Regions from separate parts of the Zea mays genome. Here region 1 is linked to region 2. The links are chromatin contacts, called in public Hi-C maps. All regions are on one chromosome and are shown on one strand. The core of a region is the stretch at or near the end of the contact, and the rest is flanking DNA. Distances in the headings are between cores, read along the strand shown. Region 1 holds the start of LOC103639418 (myosin-11). Region 2 holds the start of LOC118473414.

Region 1 (5,753 bases), core at 3,237-5,736, 150 kb before region 2:
CCAATCAACCAACACCAGCAAATGAAGCTTTCTGTTCAAGCCCTGTACAATCAGTTTCAAGCCATGCACTTGAGATGCCCATGGATGTAGAAATGGCTTCAAACAATGTTGGTACACTTGATTCAACTGGGAATGATTTTACTGACACCTCTGCTCTATGTGAATGGGATGACATGGATATATTTGGTGGCGGACTAGAGCACATCCTTCAACAGACAGAGCAAGACTTTCAAGTGGACCCTCTAACAATTGAAGATTACGGTTATGACCGTCCATGGTTAGAGCAGGACTGCCAGGTAGAAGCGCAACAGAATTGCAAAAATCCTCAATATGGTATGTACTAATTGACGTATGCCATTCTGCCTTTCAGTTCTCTTTTTTAGTTTTTACACAAAGCATGAGTAGGTAATCTTATCTTGCTGTTGAATTTCTGTGCCTAGTTGCCTGTGTCTTAAGGGAAAACTATGCATCTGATGTCCATTAGTACTGATAAGGTTGAGATCAGTCATACACTAGGAATTTACAAAAACATAAGACTTTATGGGTCATATTTCTGTTACTGTTTGGTCACTTGCTGGGCTACTCGAGTTTTGATTCCATTTATGTTGGTAGAAACAATGCACAGAAGCAGATAAATGACTGCTATTTTGCCATACCAAAGCATTGAGGAGTCACAATTCATTTCACAGCTAGGCCTAGTTCAGGACTAGTTCTATCAGACACAAAACAGTAGGAAAGGACATTGTTCTGTTTTGGGTTCTACATTATATATTTTTTTATGCTCCCTCTGTTTCAGAATATAAGGCATTGTTTGACTCAAAAGCGATCTCCAAAGGTATATTTACCTGTAATTTCTCTTATATGATAATGTTTCTGGCAACAAAATCATAATCATAAGACAGTGCTTACGAATATGAATTAATAATGTCACTTTTGTATAACAAACTCTCTTGTAAGGCTTATTGTTAGTTGAAAATTACGAGGTTTGGATCTGAATGCATTCATGCCTAACAAAAAGAAATGTGGGAGTACAATTCATTAGTTGTCTGAAAAATAATCAAGAAAATGAATTGTATAAGGGTTAATGCCTTACAAAACGAAACGTGGGAACACAAGTCATTAGTAGTTACAGAAAAGAAAAAGGGAAAGGAATTGCAAGGGTCAAATATAAGTCCGCATGATTTAGCCGGTTTTGAGGTAAAGGAATTAGGACACGCATGTATAACCAAGAACTTCTACTTCCAACTTCTTGGAAACTATACTCTCTCTATTTCAAATTGTAGGTTGTTTTGGTTTTTTTACATACATTGTTTTTGCTATGGACCTATTCGGCGGTGCCTATATACATAGTAAAAACTATGTATTTAGAAAAGCCAAAATGACTTACAATTTGAAAAGGAGGGAGTATTATTTGAAGTAAAGAAATTATAGTTATGAAATTCTTTCCGTCATTAATGTAGTGACATCAACCATGTGTTGCAATCCTTTATTTACCATGCACGTGTGGTACACATGTGCTTAGATGTTAATATGGTTACAATGAAGAATCCAATAGGCGACATAAACCTCAGAAAGAAATTGAACATCTTTAGAGTGATTAGCTCAACAACTGGAATATGAGCATATAATTTTGAATTTACTTATGGGGAAGTTGAAGTTGGAATGGCCGGAATCCTATGATGATCTACATTTGAAATCGGAGGGAGTGATTTTTAAACCTATGGATATGGCAAATTCTGATTTGAAAGCTGGCCATATAATTGATTACAACCTAATAACCTATTGTCATATGCTTTGTTTTTTGTGTTCTGTTTCTTTTTATCCAGTAGTTCTAATTTATTTAACTTTCTGTTGTTTCAGCTGATGTCATAACTGAAGCATGAGCGGTGGTCCCAGAGAATTTTGTCCAATAACGTAAGTGGATAGAGGTGCTTTGCAATTAAAAAGCCCTTTGCGCTTTGTTCTATTCATGAACTTTACTATTACTTGGCATGATCAAACACAAACCAGGGTCAAGCATTCATTTGACTCCTTAACTATACAATAGCTTCCTTCCAAAACACAGGTCAGTACTGACTGCTTTTCTATATATCATAATTACGGGTTGACCTGTCCATATCTCTTGCATAAGCAACTCCTCTAGCATCAAAATGCATTTTGATGTATGATGTGGGTCTGTTTGATTTTTCTTTCATTGTTCCCCACCCAGAATCTACTTCTTTACGACTGCCAGCTTTGGCAGGCACGTATTTCTTTCTTTGACACTGAGTAAATGAGCTTACCTTATTGTATGATAAATAACTAAAAATGGATAAGTGATCGAGTATTTCTTGTAAGTGTGTAACGACATATAAAAAACTGGACAGGGAGGGTAAGACCATCCTCATGATATTTCATTAATAGAAGGCCGCGGCAACGGTCACAACCGAGAAACCCCCGAGCCCTATCCTGTATCCTCCCATCACTAACAGGCCGATTCAAGCTGCCTACTCTGCAAAGGCCCACCCAGGCCCGAGAGTGGCGCACAACTGAGTCGTAGCCTGAGAGCAGACGAGGAACAACGAGACGATTAAAATATGAGAACTTCCTTAGTAGTGCATTTAGTTGAAACATAAAGATGTATACCAAGTTATTTACATTCATTTTATTCACACCTCTATCTCTCATGGCCTCATTATCATCAATTGCAACTAGCAATGTGGCCCCCGTCACTGATGTGGTTTCAGTTTCTGCAGATTTGTGGTGAACAGAATCTTGAGACTGGCAGGTTAGCCACCATTGGGAACCTGAAGACCGGGATTGCTCAGAATTTACTATACTGATACTAAAAAAATACAGTAACTCATATTGGTAAGGCATAATTCGTTTTTCGTATTCGCTCGATCAAGGCAACAGGACAAGGGTTTTGTTTTTGTCCCAGGTCTCATTGTCCTAGCCACACCCATAACACAAGGTAGCATTGCTCATGTTGTATAGAATATCGTATTGGATGAATGAAGCACTTTTGAACTTTTTTTTATTTGCGTACGAGATTCCTAGGCACCGTTTGTTTTTGGTCAGAATGACTTCACGGAGCCTTCCATAGAAGACAATATTCATAACTGGGGAAAGAAAGTTAAGGCAATCTACATATACCCAAGAGTCTATACGTAACGCGAGTCGATGTCAGTGGTGGGGCGGGCACAAGGGTGACAATGGGTTCTATATTTTACGGTATAAAATTTAAGGATCGGATTAGGACAAAACTGTATTTCTATTCATTTTTAAACTAGAAATAATTTAGGGTTCTAACGAATTGTAAAGAAGTATTTGGATCACGATCCATTATTACCCTTACCCATGGCTCTCGGTGCCTAGCTCCACTCTAGACAGTTTTTTTCTTTTCGTACCAGAGTTATTTCTCGTTTCCTTTTTATGGCTTCAAGCGTGGATGTTCTACAGTGGTGTCCAATGTGAGTTGTACTCGGTGTTGATGCGAGGCCAAAAAAAGAAAAAAAAAGAAGAAGCTAAGTAAATCCCTAGCATTCTGTTTGGACGTAGATATTGAAGTCTAGAATTGGGAATTATAATTTTGCTGTTTGGCTGCGGGCGGTGGCGACTGGCGTCAAGGCGCTGGGGCTTGTTGAAGCGAAGCAGGATGTCTTGGTACTGCTCCACGGAGGCGGGGTCCATCTTGGCGCTAGCGTCGTCAGGGAGCCTGTCGGTCGTCACGCCACGCACGAACCTGCAGGCGCTAACGTTCTTGCAGTAGCCGCTGGTGTAGCAGAGGCAAAGCTCGCTGATCGTTTTCGGTTAGTGTCGCCAAGGTAGAGCTCGCTGATCGACGAGCACCTGCGGTAGCCTATGCCGTTGTCGTCGTTGGCCCAGGTGCCTTGAGGCCGTACCGGAAGAAGCAGACGTCTCCCCTTGCGCCGCTAGGGCTCCGGTACCCGGCGACGTCGAACAGGGGCAGCTGGTGCCCGGTGCCATCGTTGAGGAATGCAACCTATAGTACGACAAATTCAAACAATTTATCTGAGTATATCACATTATGGTTACTCACAACAAGAAGCCTTGTAATTGTATTTGTAACACAGATACAGCAAGCACTGCGCCAAAGGAGTAAAAAGAAAAAGAGGCAATCATACAAAATTAACTCACATTCAGGAACAGTGGTGTCCTCGTAGCGGCAAGCAAACAATGCTGCCAGAGAACTTGATGTCTTTGATCCATGTGCTGCAGGAAATCATTTTCTATTTTAATATTATGTCGAATTGTAAGAGAAACTAGGAAAAATGGTCGTGGACAGAAGTTATTTGGTTGCTGTCTAACCTATTTCTTCAGGTAGTACAGGACGGAACTGGACTTAATCTTCCTCAAGAACAAATGGGACTTCTTTTCCAGAATCACATGCCCGAAAGAATAGATATCTCAACATTTTTCATGCATGAATTTATATCTCTTGCCACATTACTCACATCATTGTAAGGTTTCTTCAATTCCCCATCCACAAGAAGAACATCCAGTGAAGATCTGCCAGTCATTGCCATCTCATTTTCGCTGTTGCCATTGCGAGAATTGGTCTGAGTCAGTACTAGCAACAAGCACATCATTCTGGTTCTTGAACACCTGCACCAGAGTTTCAGTGGATGGATGGTCGAAATCATCTTCTGACTCTGAAAAAAAAATCCCCATTTCTCGAAGATGCCTAAGTGGCCCTAACGCCATCAGCATTTTCAATGTCCTGACTGCCCTCTCTAGCACCTGGAGATGAAGATTGAGCAGGAACTAACACTTCCTCAGTAGTTTTCACCGAGTTCCTCCCTGCACTCATCATATGATTGACGTACAAAATAGATGGTGACGCATTTGTTATTGACTCTCCAAAACATTTCCTTAGAAGAGAACCTATTTCTCTCAAAGACAGAATATAAGCACAGTGAGAAGCTGCAAGTGCACATCTTCCATCTAGTGCTTCTCTAACAAGACGCTAGACGCTTCCTCTCCCGGCAGCACAACACAAGGACCTTGTTATCTTCAAGCTTAGAAGGTGCCACGCCCATTTTGAAGAGCAACAGCACTCAGAGTGTCATGGACAATACAAGGGCATGTCAATTTGAGGCCACCCACTGACGATTGCAAGTAACAATATTTGTGTGATTGGGTTTTCCACGTCTGATGCTAGCTGTAAGAGGATGGAACCAGTGAACGAACATGTAGCGCTCCAGGGTCTGACACCAAATGGTTTTATCCTGGGACAACCATTTGACGCCGCCACGTATTTATATTTTAGTCCTTGTCATCATTCATTTTTGTGCCAGCCCCCCTGGCGCCGCCACGTACTATTTTTTGCAAAAAAAATATTTAAAATATAAAAATAAAAAATGCCGTCCTCCATTCCTACCTACCAACCCGCTCCCCCTCGCCGCTCCCCAATTCAAAACCCGTATCTTTTTCTTACCGCTGCGAAAAAGGAAAGCCAGCTGTTAATCGCAATTAGCAGGCGCTAATCAAAACCCCCCGCCCGACCGTTACTTTGCCCTCACATCCATATTCCATACCACACCACACCGCAGCCCGACTTCGCCTCACCTCGCCACGCTTGGGATTCCCGCAGGTTTGCCTCCTGCTTCTTCTCTACTCCGCCGCAATGGCCTTCGGGCTCCAGGTTCTCGTTGGGTTTTAGTTCCGGGTGTAGTCGGTGCGGGTGGTTCTGGATTCCGCGTCGGGTTTTGGCTGAATTGGTGCGCTGGGTCGAGGATCGGTGGGGCGTC
Region 2 (5,491 bases), core at 1,656-4,155:
CCGAGAGAGAGGGCGAAAACAAATCACAAGCAAATAAGGCGGATGACACAGTGATTTGTTTTACCGAGCTTCGGTTCTTGCAAACCTACTCCCCGTTGAGGTGGTCACAAAGACCGGGTCTCTTTCAACCCTTTCCCTCTCTCAAACGGTCACTTAGACCGAGTGAGCTTCTCTTCTCAATCAACACTGGACACTAAGTCCCCACAAGGACCACCACACAATTGGTGTCTCTTGTCTTGGTTACAATTGAGTTAAACACAAGAAAGAATGAAGAAGAAAAAAGCAATCCAAGCGCAAGAGCTCAAATGAACACAAGTCTCCCTCTCACGAGTCACTATTTGATTGGAATGATCTTTGGACTTGGGAGAGGATTTGATCTCTTTTGTTGTGTCTTGTATTGAATGTTATAGCTCTTGTAAGGTGTTTGAAGGCTGAAAACTTGGATACAATGAATGGTGGGTGGTTGGGGGTATTTATAGCCCCAACCACCAAACTAGCCGTTTGGTGGAGGTTGCTGTCGCATGGCGCACCGGACAGTCCGGTGCGCTAGCCACGTCACCCGACCGTTAGGGTTCGACCGTTGGAGCTTCTGTCTTCTGGGTCACTGGACAGTCTGGTGGTGCACCGGACAGGTCCTGTAGACTGTCCGGTGTGCCGTCTGGCGCGTGCTCTGACGTCTGCGCGCACTGTAGCGCATTTAATGTCTTCTGTAGACGACCGTTGGCGTGAAGTAGTCGTTGCTTCGCTGGCGCACCGGACAGTCCGGTGAATTATAGCGGAGCGGCCCCCAGAATTCCCGAAGGTGAGCAGTTTGGAGTTGAGTTCCCTGGTGCACCGGACACTGTCCGGTGGCACACCGGACAGTCTGGTGCTCCAGACCAGGGCACACTTCGGTTGTCTATTGCTCCTTGTATTTGAACCCTTTCTTGGTCTTTTTATTGGTTTATTGTGAACCTTTGGCACCTGTAAAACTTATAATCTAGAGCAAACTAGTTAGTCCAATTATTTGTGTTGGGCATTTCAACCACCAAAATCGATTAGGAAAAGGTGTAAGCCTATTTCCCTTTCAGGAATAATGTGCATGAGCTCACTTAAGGTGGGACTCATGTGAAACGTAAGGCTTACCAAGAGGATGGTTAAAGCTGAGCGTTGCTTTTAAAGTTGGTCAAAATTTTATTAGCAGTTACTAAGTATAAGTAGATACCAACCCAATTAAATAAGAGATCACAATTAATAATAACACTCACAATGCAATGCATATGACAAATTAAGATTAATTCCATAAATTAATCATGCAAGAGTCCTAAGTCACTCTTGACCGCGAGCGCGGCTGATATACCAGTTTTACACTCTGTAGAGGTTGCGTCCTTTACCCACAAGTCGTGTAACCCATTTGTCAAGGAATCGTGACTTCCCATTCATCTCTGCTGAGGGGATCTTTACACTAAAGGGGATCTTTACACTAAAGTGGACGACTAGGGTATCAGACAACCATGGGATCTACAGTCAGGGGCTCTTATGCGATTGTGCTGGGCCAAAGGAGTATCGGACGACCAGGGGATCTTTACACTAAAGGGGGTCTTTACAATAAAGTGGACGACCAGGGCATTGGACAACCAAGGGATCGCGACTTCCCATTCATTTCTGCCGATGAGACGAGGCAGGGTAGCACTACAAGGGCTTTACAAAGTTCCATTAGCTTCAGAAAACTCGCTACGGTTTCTGTGAAGGGAAATATAGGAATCTCTCGTCCGAAATGCCATCGCAGCATGATCGACCCGAGAACCTCCCTATTCCACAGCTCCTCTACCGCCCTTGCCCTTTTGGGTATGGTAGTCCTCCACTAACTTTTCTAATCAGTCAACCAAGGGCGTCACATACCACCCTTGTGGTAGCATTATTATTTCAAGTTAAACTCCATGTTCCAATTAACACAATGATCTTGTCATGAACAATAATTAAAACAACAACAAAATTGGAACATGATCATAATTCAGATGTAACATTAATTCCAAAACCAGGTAGAGCAATAGCAAGTCTACCCAATAGTTCATTTGTCTGCAAGGGGTGGGGTAAACAAATCTAGGAAAACCTATTAGGCCCCATCAAATTATCCTGATCATGTCACGGTGATTAACAAAGAACATTATTAGGTAAATGAGAGTGATCAAGGGCACAACTTGCCTTAGACTTCAGAATCCAGGTACTTCACCAAGTTGGTCTTTGAGTTTCTCGTGACCTCGGTGTTACTCATAGCAATACATACAATAAGCAAACAATGTATATGGTAACATTACACCAAAGCAAGTGAACAAACAGCGTAATAATATTCTACGTATTGCTACGAAGACGTAGGTTTGAGAATCACTAAGGCGTACATGATTAAACAATTAGTACTAAGTCCTAGATTGATTTTATAAATCATGTGAGATATACATTAAAGATTATCTTTAATATAAGTCACACCTTAGTTAGAGATCACCTTCTATTCAGATTATAATTATTAACATATTGCTTGGATTGGTTTCATTAATCTACTATATATAGGATAAATAAATACCCAATTACAAAAGTATGTGACATGATAAAAGTTAGTGTTATAATGTACAGGTAATATTTATTATGAACCTAACGCAATTCAAACGGGTCAAGTCGGAGTTAAAATGATCAAAATATGAATTATCTAAGTTTCTAGGATTAATTTTATACTTAAAATCATTTTCCATATCAATTTACATAATTTAAATATCCTTTGGACTACGGGTACTAATACTTAAGAGTGTAGGGACTTCTTTATAATTAAAAGGACCAATTTGAGACGATCTTTACACTAAAGTGGACTAAGGGTTGATTGTAGAAAACGGCAGGGGCTCTTATGCAATTGTGCCGGGCCAAAGGGGTATCGGACGACTAGGGGATCTTTACACTAAAGTGGACGACGACGGGTCCTTCCCTGTGCTGGCGACGGCGAGGTTCAGAGGATTAGGCGGCTGGCACCAGGCGTGGATTGCGGCGGGATTTAGATGCGCGTCGGGGCTCAGTCTTATACCCAGGGCCAATGCCAACCACCCGACCAAGATCCATGGAGATCCCCAGGGCAGAATTTAGGCTGGATTTGTTGGCACGCCCCGATTCCTACGGTGAGGACGACGCCCCTGACCCGCCCACAGTCAGAAGAGGAGCGCCATTGACACGAGAACACCGCAAGGGAAGGGCGCTGGCGAGCAGGCCTCGATCATCATTGGCACCAATGCGCGTGGGCGCGAAGACTGGGCTGGCACGGTGATGTGGTCGGTTGGGCAGAATCGGCCCACAGGTACGTTTCTCCTTTTTTATATATATTTTTCCTTTCTATTCTCTTTTCAACTCAAATTTGAATTCAAATATGTTCTAAATTTAAGTTCAAGTCTAATGCACAAATGGAACTCCAACATGATGTGCAATAATTCTATTAATTTATTTATTTAGTTACTTTATTTATTATTATTATTTTATTTAGGTAATGTTTTCAACATGAAATATACACACCATATTTATTTCAATAGAATATTATTTTGGGTGTGTAGTCAAATAAAGATATATTTAAAACTTCATATTCCTTTGTTTTGATAGAAAACATTTTCCAATGTCTAATCTCTACTACTATATATGTTCTTAGTGTAGGCGTCCACACAGGCGCTGTTCTGCCCGCCGCGAGCACGCCGCGATTTCTCCACGCGCAGCCCCCGCAATCCGCTGCCTTTCCATCCGCGCCCGCAATCCTTTCCATCCACGGCTGCAATCCGCCGCGCCAAATCCACCGCCACGCCCCTGCGCCCGCAACGCCCGCCCCTGCGCCAAATCCTCCTTGGACGCGCCCCGACGGCTGGCGCAACCCTGCTCGTGCCACGACTTGCGTAGAATGGAAGGTATGTGGCGCAACTCCTCCTTGATTGAGCGGAGAATGGAAGGTCACCGTACGGCATTGGTCGAGAGGAGGAGGTTGAGGATGGATGCCCGCAACGCCACTGCGCCAACCCCGTGAAATCCGCAACGCCCGCCCCTGCGCCAATGGAAGGTCTGTTGCCAAATCCCGCGGATGGAAGGTGGCGGATGGAGGTGGCACGCACCTTCCATCCCCGCGGTGCGCACCTTCATCCTCCGCGACCGCCCGCGGATCTCCAAAGCAGCACGGCGCACGTGTTGAGGGCGTGGGGAGGAGGTGCGCGGCCGCCATCAACGCTCTCCTACCCATCTGGTCCGCGATCCTCGCTCACCTTCCATCGACGACGCCGCATCGACCTCGGCAACCTCTGCCCACCTACAAGAACAACCGGTGAGGCTTGCACCACACCGTGCTCTAACTACGCGGTTGAGTTGCTGCTCTAACCACTGCTCCCCACAACTCTCCCCATTGCTGCAGATTCAACCACTGCTCCCTATAACTCTCCCCATTGCTGCAGATTCAACCACTGCTCCCCTACATCCGCGCCCTCAATAGGTGTGTTTTGTGTTTTTTAATTATCTTCAATTATATCTTCAATTATATATGTTTGATGACCCGTGGGGATTGAGCTTATATGGATTTGCTTGTTCGGTACTGTTCAATAGGTAGTTTGACTTCGATCCCCCTCATATGGATTAGCTAACTGTTCAGTACTGTAGTCGTTTTGTGTTTTATATCTGGTTTAGCAAATCCTGTTTGGAACACTGGTTTTACTGAAGTTTCAGAAATTTAGAACTACAGGACTGCAAATTATAACTCAAGTTCAGGAGCCTACAGCTATGGTTAAACTGGCTTGTTCCATAGCCTCCTTGCCGAATCAGGCTTCACAATTCTAGATAGATAAATTGGTCCAAACCCTCCATCGTACTTGAGCTTACAAACTGAAGAGAAAATTGTTCATAGTGAAATGCACATCTTAAACTCTTTCTGAATTTTCTAGAATTTAGGTTATTCAATGCCCCACATCAATCTCCAAAGTACTAATTCAAACATGTGAAAGGAGAGAAAAAATTGCGTAAAGGAAAGGAAATACAAAAACTAACCTCAACCAGCATATCACCTCTTGTGGCATGCACCCTGGCATACCCGAATTCTGAAACTCTTGATAATCTCAACTTGTTCAGCTGATATCAGGCTTCAGAACAGTGGCATGAACAGTGGCATCCTTCTTTGGCTTGACTGATGTACATTGCCATAAGTCCTCTCATCGTTGTGTACGTGGCCAAAGAAAACCAGATCCACCTACTCAACCAAAAACCAAAACATCATGGTTAGTGTATTGTGGTCAGCTGGTCATTTCTTTTCATACCAGCCTGATGTAGTTAAATTTTAGTTGCAAGCGTGATTTCTTACCTGGTGCTTGAGCAATAGTGGCTCAACGGAGGCTACAAATGTTAGATCTACATTAACTGGTATTCCGACATGGGATGAGTACATCGATCTATGCCTGCAATTTTCAGTCAAAGTATGGTGATTATGTTACTTGTATCTGAATAGCACATATTA

What was found. Hi-C and Micro-C count contacts between places; a contact is called where the count stands out from the background.
Region 1: a Hi-C map of leaf shows a contact between it and region 2, with 7 times the contacts expected there. The contact joins the promoter of LOC103639418 here to the promoter of LOC118473414 in region 2. A contact is called at or near these places in 7 of 25 Hi-C or Micro-C datasets (bundle sheath, endosperm, leaf and 1 more) and 1 of 3 datasets of contacts at active chromatin or transcription factors (leaf).

Annotation. Positions count from the first base shown.
Region 1 is chr9:151,985,713-151,991,465 of Zm-B73-REFERENCE-NAM-5.0, reverse strand. It overlaps LOC103639418 (myosin-11), which reads left to right and starts at 4,486. Exons shown (of 6, transcript XM_008662164.4): 1 at 4,486-5,596. LOC100193428 (Heat stress transcription factor A-8) reads left to right here. Exons shown (of 4, transcript NM_001138550.1): 2 at 1-333; 3 at 1,861-1,914; 4 at 2,736-3,013. The coding sequence ends at 1,883.
Region 2 is chr9:151,835,780-151,841,270 of Zm-B73-REFERENCE-NAM-5.0, reverse strand. It overlaps LOC118473414, which reads left to right and starts at 2,905. Exons shown (of 12, transcript XR_004852830.1): 1 at 2,905-3,316.